Regions from separate parts of the Zea mays genome. Here region 1 is linked to region 2. Evidence: chromatin contacts called from public Hi-C data. All regions are on one chromosome and are shown on one strand. Each heading gives the region's core, a stretch centred on a gene start, on an enhancer-like site or on the middle of the called end of the contact. The rest is flanking DNA. Distances are from core to core; before and after follow the strand shown. Region 1 holds the start of LOC100501893 (SPX domain-containing membrane protein). Region 2 holds the start of LOC103627540 (lysophospholipid acyltransferase 1).

Region 1 (7,157 bases), core at 1,281-3,780, 520 kb after region 2:
TCCCTCACTAGCCAAAAATTTTGCTAGCAACTCTCGCTAGACAAGCTAAATTGCATTTTGGAGAGTCTGTTGGAATGAGATGTTATATATAGAGTTTAATATTTATGGAGAGACAAATAAAGAGTCAAATAGAGAGTCAAAAATAAAGAGTATCTTAGAGATGCTCTAAATTAACTAATTTAATCTGCCGGCTTAGCGCCTAGGGTTTCAAACGAACTGGCAAGTTGTGGGCCAGAGAATTGGCAAATTGTTTGCCCACTAAACATTTGACATTACTAATAGATGCTGACAGACTATATTTTAAACACCTATTAGCCAAGACTAAATATACCATAGCTAATTGTTTACCTACTAATTAGCCACTGGCAAACATTTAGGCAGAAGGATCAAACATGGTCTTATGGCCTTAGTATCAAAGCATCACTACTTTTGTAATGAACGATTCAACTAACATGTGCGCGAAAAGGATGTTCTTTGTTCTGAAACTTTACATTAATACAAAGTGGACTCCGTAGACTATGATTGTATTGAAGATAAACGAAGTTCACACTTTGCACTTCATTTGGCCGATCGAGATCATAGAAATGGGTTACATATGGCGGTTGGAATCCCTAGCAAATGCACTATAGTACTATACAGATTTCACTCTAAAAAAAAGGTACTGGAGCATGTTCACCGCATCTTCGGAGATTCTCTCTCTGTAAAAAAATCGTCTCCAGCTTTTAGCTAGATGAGGATGAGGAGCTACTAGCTAGTGACGGGGACTTGAGAAAAGAAAAAAAGAAAAAGAGAGGCGGTTGGCCTCTTGCCTCCGGGCAAAGACGACGAAGCTTTGGGTAGGTATATTGAATATTCGTGGGTTTATTCCCTGAGTAACTGACAGAGTGACAGTCTCTATCTAAACTTTACCGCTGTCCTATATAATTCAGTAATTCAGGTGTTTAAACTTTACCACTCGTCCTGTATAATTCAGTCAAGATGATTTTAGGCGACTTGTACCACTGGCTTAGTATAAATAAAATGCTATTTTTTGTGACTTGTATTTATATTATAACATATCATTTTTTTTGTCCTTACTAGAAAATAATTATAAATTGCATAATTGTCTTTATGCCGAGTTGCCAACACAAATCATGCCTTGTTGAGTTTTTGGTTCCGTTTAACGGTTTTTTTATGTTTGAAACAGAAAATATAGATCGTGTATATAAAAATTACAGCAAACTAAAACTGTAATTTGAAGTAAAATATATTTAATTATCAGCATCTGAAAAGAAACTAAAATATAGAAAATTTAATTTTATCAAGTCCTAATCTTTTACATCGAGGTTGCACTAGAAAGTACTCCCTCTCTGTTCCTATTTACCTCGTGGCATCGTGCCGGCAACTATTGTTGTGTTGCGATTGATTTGCTGTTAGTAGGGTTGTCTTAACCATTGTAGTGGTCCTATTCTTCTCCGCAACCTCCTTTTGAAGGGGCGCTAGTTTACCTAGTCTATGTCATCCTTTTCTTTATTAAATAAAATCGACAACTTTCTGTCTGCATTTATTTAAAAAGAACTATAGCGATTCAGAGAAAAGGGCCATTAAAATTCACAAGCAATCGCATCCTTCGTCTCTTTGATGATATGTCAGAGCATCTCCAACAATGCCTCAAACTAATGCCTTAAATCAAAATATAGGGCTCCACACAGGAAAAACCATTCCAACAGTGCCTCAATTCAACAAATTTTGTCAAAAAACTATAGAGCACCCTCTCAAGTGCCTCAAATATACTACACCGTAGTGGGCTGCCCTATAATCTAGATTTGAGGCTTTACTGTTGGAGCGCGGTGTTTTGTTGGTGCCCTAAATTCTATAAAATTTACTTATTTTTAAATTATAAGACATTTTTATAGGTCACGTTGTTGAAGATGCTCTCTTGAATGAAGCAAATCACACTTTTCGTTAGTATTATTCGCATTAACACAAAGTTGTGCCCTGCTCAAGGAATACAATATCGCGACCAAAGATAAACCATCTCTGATGCTACTTTGCTATTTCATTTATTTGTCATTAGTATAGTGGGTTCAATTTTCCTATCGATTACAACGAACCTATTGCAATTTGCAAGCTGTTTGCGGAAGCTTTCAAAAATATTTTATAGGGAAGTTTCTTTGTGTCGAAATCCAACCCGTGCCGAAATCCAACCATCTCGACCGATCAATCGGGAAGGAGATGGGGGAAAGGAAAAAAGAAACAGGAGTCAGGAGCAGAGGCCAGGGGTGGCGAGGCATTTTTGGCCACAGGGGCGCAGCCAAAAGGCGTCGTCCCATCGAATCCGCCACGTCCGCATCGGCGACCCGGCAGGAACACGGCCGCGGGCAGAGTGCCTGTCTCCGCCACAACCCCGGCGAGGCCCCCCTCCCCCTCCGTCCACACCTCCTCCCCTCCGTCCTCTCTCTCTCTCTCTCTCTCTCTCCCTGCCGCGTCGCCGCTATAAATACCTCTTGCCGCCGCCTCCTTCCCTCCCATCTCCAACGCCAAGCACATACTGACACACACACACACACACAAGCCCATTGCATTCGCCAAACATTCGCCCACGCGCCATTGTAGCGCACGAGCTCCCGAAGCCCTCATCGCCGTGCCGTTCGTCTCGCCGGATCGATCGCTCCGCCCCTGCTCCTGGCTTTGGTGCCGTATGCCCGTCCGTCTCCATAGGGCTTGCATTCTCTCTGCTTTGATTTGACGGTACCCAGCTGAAGCACACAAATTGCCTCCGTTTGCCGGTCCTGTGCGTGCGCGATCGAGTTTTGTTGATGGTCATCTAGCAGGATCGCAGGAGTTGACGAGCCGCACGCCCTAGCTCGTACGTGAAAAAAACGTGGCCACGGTAAGCCATCTGTTCTGCTATTCCCCTGTTTAAACCCGAAATAAGTTTTAGCTTCCCCTCCTCATGTACGGAATTTCGACATTCAACTCTCAACTTCGTTTTTTTTTGCCATTTTGTCTGCTGCGCTTGGAACTTAGTTATGTTTTTTTTTCTGTTTCATTAGTGGTGACAGTACATGCTACCTTTTTTTTCGCTCTCTCACTATCTCAACAAACGAGTGATGGTGAATGTCTGAATGAACAGAGAGAAGTAACAAAACACATCATCAATCATTTCCAAATGAATACATTCTATACTCATGCATGTCATTTTTGTTAAATTGTTACGGAATCATAACACCCCGGTTGAGATCAGAGGCTGCACCAGTTTGTATGTACACTGATGAAGCAAACATCTTCAGATGCAATTATTTTCTTCTTAAGATTGCGTATATATTCTAAAGGAAAAAACATGGTGATTTTCATTCACTCGTTTTCCATAAAAAATAACTTTCACGCTAGTGTGTCCCTATTTTTTCAGAGTAACAATCCTCTGCTGTGCGGGTCTTTTCATGATCGTTTAACCTGATAGTTCACTTTCGCAATACCAACTGCATGTTAAGTCCAAATATAATTGTTTTTTTTCTTTCCTTTTTTGGTCCTTTTTTTTAAACAGAGTATGCATTGCACTTTCACTTTCCATCCAGACACACTAGGGCTTTACTAATTTCCGGGCTGGTTTACAACAAAGGGGAGATATATCTAGGGAGACAAAACTTTCCACAAATAACTAAATATCTTAGGGTAGTTTGAGAACTCTATTTTTCTATGGGATTTCTATTTTCCCAAAGGAAAATGAACTAATTTCCTCTAGAAAAATTGAAATCCCTTGAAAAAATGTGGTTCCCAAACTAGCCCTTATGTAAACAATATCCCTGAGATTGCTCACCTTGGAAAATGCAGGGATCCTTAGGGGATTTTAGTTTCCAAATTAACCCTACATGGGCAGTTCTCTCCACGGGTAGCATGTTCAGGAAGATCGTAAAGGATGTCGTCATAAAGGTGCTTAGCTCTTGGGAGTCCCTAGAGCCGTTTCTGTGTATTAGTGTTACTGTATATCCTGGACAGCGAAGGAGCATCCTAAAGTGGCTTGATTCGGCAATGTCACTAGACGATTCTATGTCACCTTGCTTGCCACGTGCCATATTCTTTTGGATCTGTCTAGAATTTTTTTTGTTATTTTACTTTGCTTTGCCCAGAAACTTCAATGTTATCTTAGGTTCTCGACTGTAAAGTGCCTTTTTGTCCAATTAGTCAGTGGCATGTGGGGCTTTGGGTATTTTTCGCCTTCATGCAGGGTGACCTTTGATCCGCACTTTAGCACTTAAGATGTGTTCTATATTAAATTACGGCAGGGACTTCATTAAGATTTATTGTTCGGTCTTTTTTTTATCTAAGTGCATACAACTCGACTGAAAATAGAGTCATAATAACCATCCTTTTCAGTTTCAGGTGCTGAAACCAAGATGGTTAATTTCGGTAAGAAATTGATGGCAGACCAGTTGGAGGAGTGGCGAGAGTAAGTTGCTTCGGCACTCAGAAAATTTCCAATCACTTTAAGCTATGGTCTCATTATGTAACTAGAGATATGCATACATAGATATTTAGTTAAAATGTCCGTACTGCTGCTCTTACTTTGAACCTTTGAGGTTAGAAATGAAACTGAAGGTTGAACCATCAAGCTATATATAAGGCTCTTTGTTAATTGTGCTATACTGAAATAACAATGAAAATCGAGAAATATAATTGCAGGACTCTTTATATACCCGATAGTTCTGTATACCTAGAGCTCTCTTCAGTTCCACTTCTTATGATACATCATTTTTTCACAATATTAACAAGTTTTTCCTTAAAAATTATCCATAACATTATTCTCTCTCTCTCTCTCTCTCTGTCTCTGCTTTCTACAGGTACTATATTAATTATAAGATGATGAAGAAAAAGGTAAAACAGTATGTACAGCAGACCCAAACTGGTGGAAAAAATCGTGACCAGGTTCTTAAGGAGTTCTCAAGGATGCTTGATGATCAGGTACCATTGAGCTTATCCCCACCCCCACCTCCCAACTAACAACACCAAAATGTCCATCTTCAGTTGCATGGTGCTATCTTACCAACAGCTTGTTCACATAAGCTTCTTTCTCGTAGATTGAAAAGATTGTGCTATTTCTTCTGCAACAACAAGGTCATCTTGCTAGGAGGATCGAGAATTTAGGAGAACAGCGTGTCGTGCTTATGGAACGGTCTGATGTATCCCAAATTTGTCAAATACGCCAGGCTTACAGGGAAGTTGGATATGATCTTGTGAAGCTACTTAGGTTTCTTGATTCGAACGCTACTGGTATCCGGAAGATACTTAAGAAGTTCGATAAGCGCTTTGGCTATAAGTTTACAGATTATTACGTCTCTACTCGAGCAAACCATCCTTATTCTCAGCTCCAGCAGATCTTCAAGCAAGTGGTAAATTATCATGCTACTGCGTCCTTTCTATTTGAAAAAAGGATCATTCTTTTCCTCTAATTGCAGTTCTTGAAATACAGGGAGTCGTGGCTGTTGTTGGTGCTTTGTCTCGCAACCTTTCTTATCTACAAGATCATCAAGGAAGCCTAGCAAATATCTATGATTACCCATCACTCATCTTGAAGGTCTCAGTTTCCTTTTCTACCATGTTAACCATGTAATGTGTTCCCATATGATCTGAACTCTAAAGTCAACATGCTCACCTTTTCTTCTCATTTGCAGGATCCCGTCATAGAACAAATAAATCACTCAGTACAGAAACTCACACACTCCACAAGCTTTCTGCAATTTCTAGGGCAGCATGCACTTATCGTTCCGGGGGATATGCAGAGCGGCTCAGATCTCGGTGATGACAAGGATTACCATTTCCTGTCACTGCTGCTGAACCTAGTAAACACGTTTCTGTACATGGTTAACACATACATCATCGTTCCAACTGCCGATGACTATTCAGTAAGCCTCGGAGCTGCAGCGACTGTTTGCGGTGTGATTATCGGATCAATGGCAGTTGCACAAATCTTCTCCTCGGTATATTTCAGTGCCTGGTCGAACAGATCGTACTTCAGACCCCTCGTATTTAGCTGCATCATGTTGTTTCTGGGGAACCTATTGTATGCTTTGGCATACGATCTGAATTCCCTAACTGTTCTTATTGCTGGCCGGCTACTGTGCGGGTATAGTCACTATTATCTCCTTGTTTTTTTTTCTCGGTAGAAATCAGAAACTGACGTTTGATTAAATTTGGCAATCATCTGCAGTTTGGGTTCGGCCAGAGCCGTGAACCGCCGCTACATCAGCGACTGTGTACCCCTGAAAACCAGGCTGCAGGCGTCGGCTGGGTTTGTCAGCGCTAGCGCTCTTGGAATGGCATGTGGTCCCGCTCTTGCCGGTCTGCTGCAGACAAAGTTTAAGATTTATGGGCTTACATTCAATCAGAACACCTTGCCTGGGTGGGTCATGTGCCTTGCTTGGATTGCATATTTGTTCTGGCTGTGGATTTCATTCAAAGAGCCGGGCCACATTGCCACAGAGAATTCAGTCAGCACGCAATCATCTGATTCTGGTAAGCTCTTTTTACTTTGCGTGATTTAGAAAAAAACGCGACTCTTATCGCTGTCAGGAAGCATATGCTTTCAAAACGTGGCCTTACACAGTTTCTCGCGGTCAAAACAGGCCGTCGAGTAAGCGGTAACTTGGAGGGTGGCCTCGGAGAGCCTTTGCTCATAGACGCAAAGGCAGGGCAGGATGAGGACGACGAGGACAATGACGACCCCGAAGAATCTCATACACCTGCCACATCGCTTGCTGCAGCATACAGATTGCTGACACCATCTGTGAAGGTTCCATACTCTACCAATTTTTTTTTCCAGATGTTTTGCCCTTTACTATCATGGACACACGGTGCGTCACCTCCTCACCGTTTCCTCTGCATATATTAGCTTCACGTCTGTTCTCTGAAACTTCTCAGGTTCAGCTACTGATCTACTTCATGCTCAAGTTCGCCATGGAAATCCTACTCTCGGAGTCGAGTGTCGTGACCACGTTCTATTTCAAGTGGACAACTAGTACCGTGGCGATCTTTCTGGCAGTTCTTGGTCTGACGGTTCTCCCAGTTAATGTCATCGTTGGGAGCTACGTCACCAACCTGTTCCAGGACAGGTACGTGCATGATGTTCGTTATTCGCTTACTCTGAAAGCCGGACCGGAGAGACCATCAGACCAACCCGC
Region 2 (6,525 bases), core at 95-2,594:
GGCAGTAAGAGAGTGTTTGGTTTCTAGTGAATAATTTTTAGTCACTCTATTTTATTCCATTTCAGTCCTAAATTGCTAAATGCGAAAACTAAAATAAAGTTTTAATTTCCGTATTTATTAATTTAGGTACTAAATAAATAAAATGGTGAGACTAACAATTAGTCTCTATAAATCAAACACCTCCTGTTTGTGCGCGTTCGTGGTCCGGATGGTATGTCCAGTGGGTATGAGATTTATACTGGGTTGGGTAGAATGTCCCTATATCCAGTCTTCGGTGACTCTATCTACGACACCTTTATTGCTCAATACTTATAGTAAAGGTTACAGACGATCGAGAGGGGGAGGAGCTCACAAGTTTGTTATACGTGGTTAGACCTAACTACCTAAGGACTACGAATCTGGTGCTTTCTACTGAGCTTTGGACATCGTGGTGGTTCGCTTCTTGGATTCGGCCTCCATGGTCCTTTCAGGGTCTTCTGGTGTGGTCGTTCGTCTATACGTGTCTTTGTATGTCTCTTGGTCAACCTCCCTCTTTTTATAAGCGGTCAACCTCCTTTTTTTATAGGCTAAAGTGAGGGTCAGCTATCGATAGCTTCGTAAGGAAGGAGCTATGGGGTCGTGGTAAAACATGACATTCTATCTTGATAACTGAACTATTAGCTGAGATGTTTGGATGTTCTAAGCTAAAAGTACATAAAGCTAAATTATTAGCTGAGTTGTTTATGTATTTTAACTAAATTTTGTGGCTAACTATTAGCCATAGCGTATCCAAACAATGCGTAACTTGTATTACCGCATAACCGTTGAACTGTACGGATCGTGTGGACATAGTGGGACAAATCCAAAATTCAAAAGTAACGAACTATTATGACCGCTTGTTTTTCGTGTACACTAAAAGTCTAAAACTATTGGCTAGTATTGTGCACCATCATTGGTTTTTTCGCTAGCTCAAGTGCTCAACAATAATTCAAGCAAATTATTATTTTTGTGCTAGTAGTAAAGTTAGAATAAACCCATGCATATACCATGAGTTCCCCTTGAATTCACGAGAAGCTCGTTGAGCAAACGTGATGAAGCACGCTTGGGACTTGGGATACGCGGAAATTCACTTGTAACCACCGAAAAGGACAAGGTTGCCTCCTGAACTCCTGGTTCATGGTTGGACCATGCTTCAGTCAAGGATTGATCGAGGGCAAATTTGAGTGATTTTCCCTACTTTTACAAAAAAATATTAATCGAAAACAGAAGGGGGTTTCTACAAGATTGTCTTCGACATGTCTGCCGCTGGCCGCCTGGCCCGCTGCCGCATCCATATACCACACCCACACACACACGCCGCTCGGAATCGGAGCTTGCATCCGACCGCGAGCAAGCGGACCAAATCCTCCTCCATATTCTATCGCGTGCACGCATCTGGCCGCCTCGACCCTCGGCGGCGGCGGCGGCGACGGCGACGACGACGATGGGGCTGGAGATGGAGGCGATGGCGGGGTCGATCGGCGTGTCGGTGCCCGTGCTCCGGTTCCTGCTCTGTTTCGCGGCCACCATCCCGACGGGCCTCCTGTGGCGCGCGGTGCCCGGCGCCATGGGGCGCCACCTCTACGCGGGGCTCACTGGTGCCACGCTCTCCTACCTCTCCTTCGGGGCCACCTCCAACCTCCTCTTCGTCGTGCCCATGACGCTCGGTTACCTTGCCATGCTCCTGTTCCGCCGCCACGCCGGGCTCATCACCTTCCTCGGCGCCTTCGGCTTCCTCATCGCATGGTGAAACTCTCCCTTCCATCCTCTGTCTACAATCTCTAGCGGATTGATACCGGGGCCTAGTTTCTGGCGATTAAGAACAGCGGTCCCGTACTCGTGCGTTGAAATCTGAGTACAACCGAACACGAAGATTACATTGACTGCACTTTATTCGGATGAGAACATAGTAATTGTGGACTAAACAAGGGAGCGTGGTGGCGCCAGCAGTGGTTCTCGAGTTGTTTGATGAGTGTTTTGGACATTTGTTCTAGAGTCTTATGGTCCTGCACGAAGTAAGATTTTGAAGGGGGCAAACTGTAGTCTTGCATTAACTCCACACCAATTTGCCTCTATGCCTGCAAAGTTTACGATAGGGAAACTCTTATTGTTCCCAATGAATAGGTTCGAATAGTTTAGTCATTTTCCCTTGTGCTCTAGTTAACTACAAAATGTGGCAGTGGCTTAGAATAGAAGTTCATAATGTATGGATTGCATGTTCCAATTCAATCATATCCCCGTAGACCCTGAGTTATTTTTTTGGCAGTGACATACACTTGGAGTTCATAACTGCTGCATGGATCTACATTCAAAATTCGATTGCTCATTCAGCATCTAAACCTGCTATCATTTGACCAGTAACCCGTCATATATTGTTTTGTTTTATACACAGCCAAATATTAGACTTCTAGGTCCTGTTAACATTTGACCAGTAACCCGTCATATGTTGTTATGTTTCATATGTATCACTGGTATTACTGTATTGATGTTAACACTAAGGTGACAGTTTTGAGACTTTGAGTTGAAATTAGTGTCCTACTCCTACCAGAAAGTTGTGGAGCTCCTTTATTCATTTTTCTCTGTTTTTCTTTTACAGTTGCGTGTGATTTACACTGTATATGACTGCAAGCCGTTCTTGAGCTATCCAACCAAACAATTGTCTTTTCATGTCTAACTTGTATAGTTTCCTTTGCAGCAAGTCTTAGTTATTTGTTATTTGGGGCTGAATCTCTCTAATCTATCAGTTGTTGTGAGTTATGCGCTGGGAGTCATGTATATGGCTCTGTATCCGTTGTTTTACTCAATCGAACATGCACACGGATTACTGGAAGTAAAGTGGAACCTTATCAGCTACACTTTTTTTTAAAAGTATTTCTTCAAATCTTAAGTCACCAGGTCCAGTTTTTTGTTCTGTATGTGGGATTGATTTTGGTTTGTATGGTAAGTAAATAGTAATACCGAGATTGTATTTATGATTCATTGCAAGTAGTAGTTGTGTTTCTACGAACTTTGTTTGGCTAACCATGAATAGACTAAAGAGTAAACCTCTAATCAAATTTTAAAGCTACATCTTCTGAGGGTTTCTCTCATTCTCAAATACAGCCCGCTCCAATGAATAAGCAAACACACTGTGTATTTGAATAGTTCAATGCTGTAGTGCCTATTTGGGTGTAATAGCTAGAGATATTGTGAACACGCAAGCAACCTTGATAGGCAATGAGATGATCTTATTTTAACTTGTGCGTAAGACGGGACTGTGCATGGTAGGTGCAACAAAGTGCAACATTGCAAAAAGGTCAAGGTGCCATGAAAAATGCAGGAGCATGATGCATCAGTGTGAGAGAATCACCACCCTATGCCAGCCATATTTCAGTTTGAAATAATTCAAAATTTTTAAATTATCATCCAAATATCCAGGAAAAAGGGTGGCCTTTTTTGGTATGCTTTAATGATATTATCATTTTTTACATGAATAATTCAAAGACACGGCCAATTTGCTAAATTATTCTATTCTCATGTTCTATTAATTCGGATTGGACACATTAATTCAACATAAACTTTTTCATAACTAAAAACAATCTTAGGATTATACTGTTGCTATTTTATACATTGAATGAAGTACTTCTCAGTGTTCTTATGGCGTCGCCTAGGCGTCGCCTAGGCGACGCCTAGGCGTCCAGGCGCCCGGGCAAAACTGGTCGCCTTGCTCGCCATTCCCGCCTAGGCGTCGCCTAGGCGCCGCCTAGGCGCTAAGGCGCCTGTCTGATCCACTTGCTCGCCTAGGCGCCTTAAGAACACTGGTACTTCTTGTAACCTGATTAATCCAAACCCACCTGTAGTTATACTGTAGGGCCTTCACTGTTGTATACCACCCACATCCAGTGAAGCCTAAATATTTGAGCACAGGTGAATCCTAGTTTCATTCTCATCAATTGACACTCCCTTTAGGGCCTCCCCTTGTTCTGTCATGCAACCTCTTGCAAAAACTGCACTTCACCAACATATTCGATTTACCTGGAACATCAATTTGATATTTAGGCTGAAATCTGGTTAGAAGTGTAAACCAGGAGAGGGTAAAAAATCAGAAGAAAGCCGCTGACAAAACATTCTGAGAAGTGAGAAATCAGTCATTTTAGCCCCTTTCTATGATAATATTGAAACTTCCAACATATGTAATAATTATGTGAAAGTTGCATCTAATACACTACTTTTTTTTGGGTGAGGTTATACTGGTTGAATTATTTTCCACATGTGGTGAATACTATTGTACCCTATTAGTGGCCAACTTTTGCAATAAGTTTCGTATTATCCTACTACGCTCCAAAACAATGGCAAGGCAATTTGTCAGGTCCTCATAGCTCATGCATTCTAGCCACATTAACCTTTATGTAAATAAGACAAAAATCCTGTTTATATGGCAACAACATCTCTAATGACTTAACTTGTGTCACACTGGGACCAGATAGTGATTATCTGTAATTGAAATTGAGACATTTAGAATGCCAATTGAACATCTTTTGTGCTTTCCCTAAAATGTGTAGCTGTCCTCTTTTTGATCTCTGTATGTGCACCTTAGGAATTAGGCCAACCTACCCCACTATCTGTTTCTAGAATTGAGAGCATGGGTATGAATATATTCTTTTTGTTATCCAACCTTTGCATTGGCATGTTTTACTTGCATGGGTTTAGTATATAGTAATATTGTATACTTTTGATTAGTCCCCATATTGTGTTTGCTACTGTGCCTTAAATCCCATCTGTCATGCGAAATTTTGAAAATCAAGGAAAATCATTCAGCTGTTGTTGGAAATATAAGAAAGTGTGACCTTGAATTCGAAAGGGCTTCTTGTTTGGGCACATTTGGTTTCAAGCTTAGATCTTACTAAGTAAAATATTGACCATGATATAGTAGTTGGGGCTCTTCTAATTTAGATAGCGTTTGAAACAGAAGTTTGACCATACTTTTTTGATGGTCAGTATTGACCATATTGCATAATAATAATTAATTAAAATATTGTAAGGCCTGACATTTTTTGCTCTTATTACTAGTCATGTGTACTACATGAGCGGGGATGCGTGGAAGGAGGGAGGCATTGATGCAACTGGTATGTCTACTACTATTTGTACAGTTAGATTAGTGTTTGCTGTGCAGTTTTCTGGAGCATTGCTGATGCAAATATGGAATAATGCACACAAAAAAATAATGGATTTCAACCCCCTGAGAAAATTCCTTATTTGACACTGAGAAAATCTTTCCTTAAATGTCACTGACTTTATTTTTGGTTCACAATTCGACACTTTGTTGATTTCTGTTAGTGCTTTCTGTTAGATTAATCACAGAAGCTGTAGGCGTGATAGCCTAGTGGTGAAGGCGGCAGTGCCCTTTCACCTGATCGGGGGTTCGACTCTCGGTTTCGCACCAAAAATAATCCCCTTGCTGTGCCCCACACGCTCTGGCGTACGATCCACGCTCCCCTGGGCTGTGATGCGCTACTGCGGTCCCCTGGGCCGTGATGCGAGAGATTCAGCCCGTGATGCGAAGGGGGGCCCAGGGTTCGGGGGTTTTCTTGGCTGGGACCAGTGGTTCAGGTCTTTCTACTATGAAAACCGGGAGGGCAGTCATTCCCTCCCCGACCGAGTTTTTTAGATTAATCACAGAAGGACGAAAATGCCCTTGCCCAAAAACATGGATGGAACATATCCCAGTTCGGTTTCCTGAAGAAACGCTCTGTCGCCTTCTCTATCCCACCCCTTCCATTGTTCGAAGGCATACGATACATCAGAGGGGTCCGGCGGCGGCAACCCTTGCGGCATGGCCTTTTAGGGCAGACAGAGGCCCATGACTGGCTGTGAGTAGAGCGTCTTGGCCAGGGATTTCTTGGCCAAACTGAAGCGTGCGACTATGCGAGTACCCTGGGAGATAAATTGAAGCCTGCACGTGCTGGTATGTGTGTGTTAGTGTGTTGTTTAATTGTTCAACGCATTTTGCTAATAAGGCACACAAATGCAAGCCTGCACGTGCTGGTATGTGTGTGTAAGTGTGTTGTTTAATTGATCAACGCATTTTGCTAATAAGGCACACAAATGCAAGGTCAGCAAGGATGTGAGAGTTAATTGATATATGGCATGGTGTGCCATTGCACAGTTCCGTTCAATGGTCAATTATGCAGGTGGCGGATGAGAAAATCGTCTCGACTACAGATGCATGACAAGGACGAAAATTAGTGGATAGTATCATGTACTTTGAAACTGTTAAAGTGGACGTACTAACCAGTTTAACCCAAAAGCTTAAGCTGATGGAAGAAGTTAGCCATCCACTTATACACTTCAACACCCTCACTCACGTGCAATCAGAAAGGACGCAAATGAAGCCAGAGAGAAAGGCGCAAACGTGGAAATAAATGGATGGGGACACAAATAAAGTCTATGTCGGGATTTGAACTCGAGACCTCTGACTTTTATACCATGTTAGAGTGGACCAGTTCAAACCAAAAGCTTAAGCTGATG

Evidence for each region. A called contact is a pair of places that touch in the nucleus more often than the background predicts.
Region 1: a contact with region 2 is called in a Hi-C map of endosperm, with 2.0 times the contacts expected there. The contact joins the promoter of LOC100501893 here to the promoter of LOC103627540 in region 2. A contact is called at or near these places in 6 of 25 Hi-C or Micro-C datasets (bundle sheath, ear, endosperm and 3 more).

The regions. Positions count from the first base shown.
Region 1 is chr5:203,931,150-203,938,306 of Zm-B73-REFERENCE-NAM-5.0, forward strand. It overlaps LOC100501893 (SPX domain-containing membrane protein), which reads left to right and starts at 2,531. Exons shown (of 11, transcript NM_001196532.1): 1 at 2,531-2,872; 2 at 4,357-4,429; 3 at 4,821-4,941; 4 at 5,058-5,369; 5 at 5,450-5,554; 6 at 5,652-6,103; 7 at 6,188-6,492; 8 at 6,603-6,769; 9 at 6,898-7,088. The coding sequence starts at 4,377.
Region 2 is chr5:203,414,925-203,421,449 of Zm-B73-REFERENCE-NAM-5.0, forward strand. LOC103627540 (lysophospholipid acyltransferase 1) reads left to right here and starts at 1,345. Exons shown (of 8, transcript NM_001320891.1): 1 at 1,345-1,764; 2 at 5,068-5,123. The coding sequence starts at 1,463.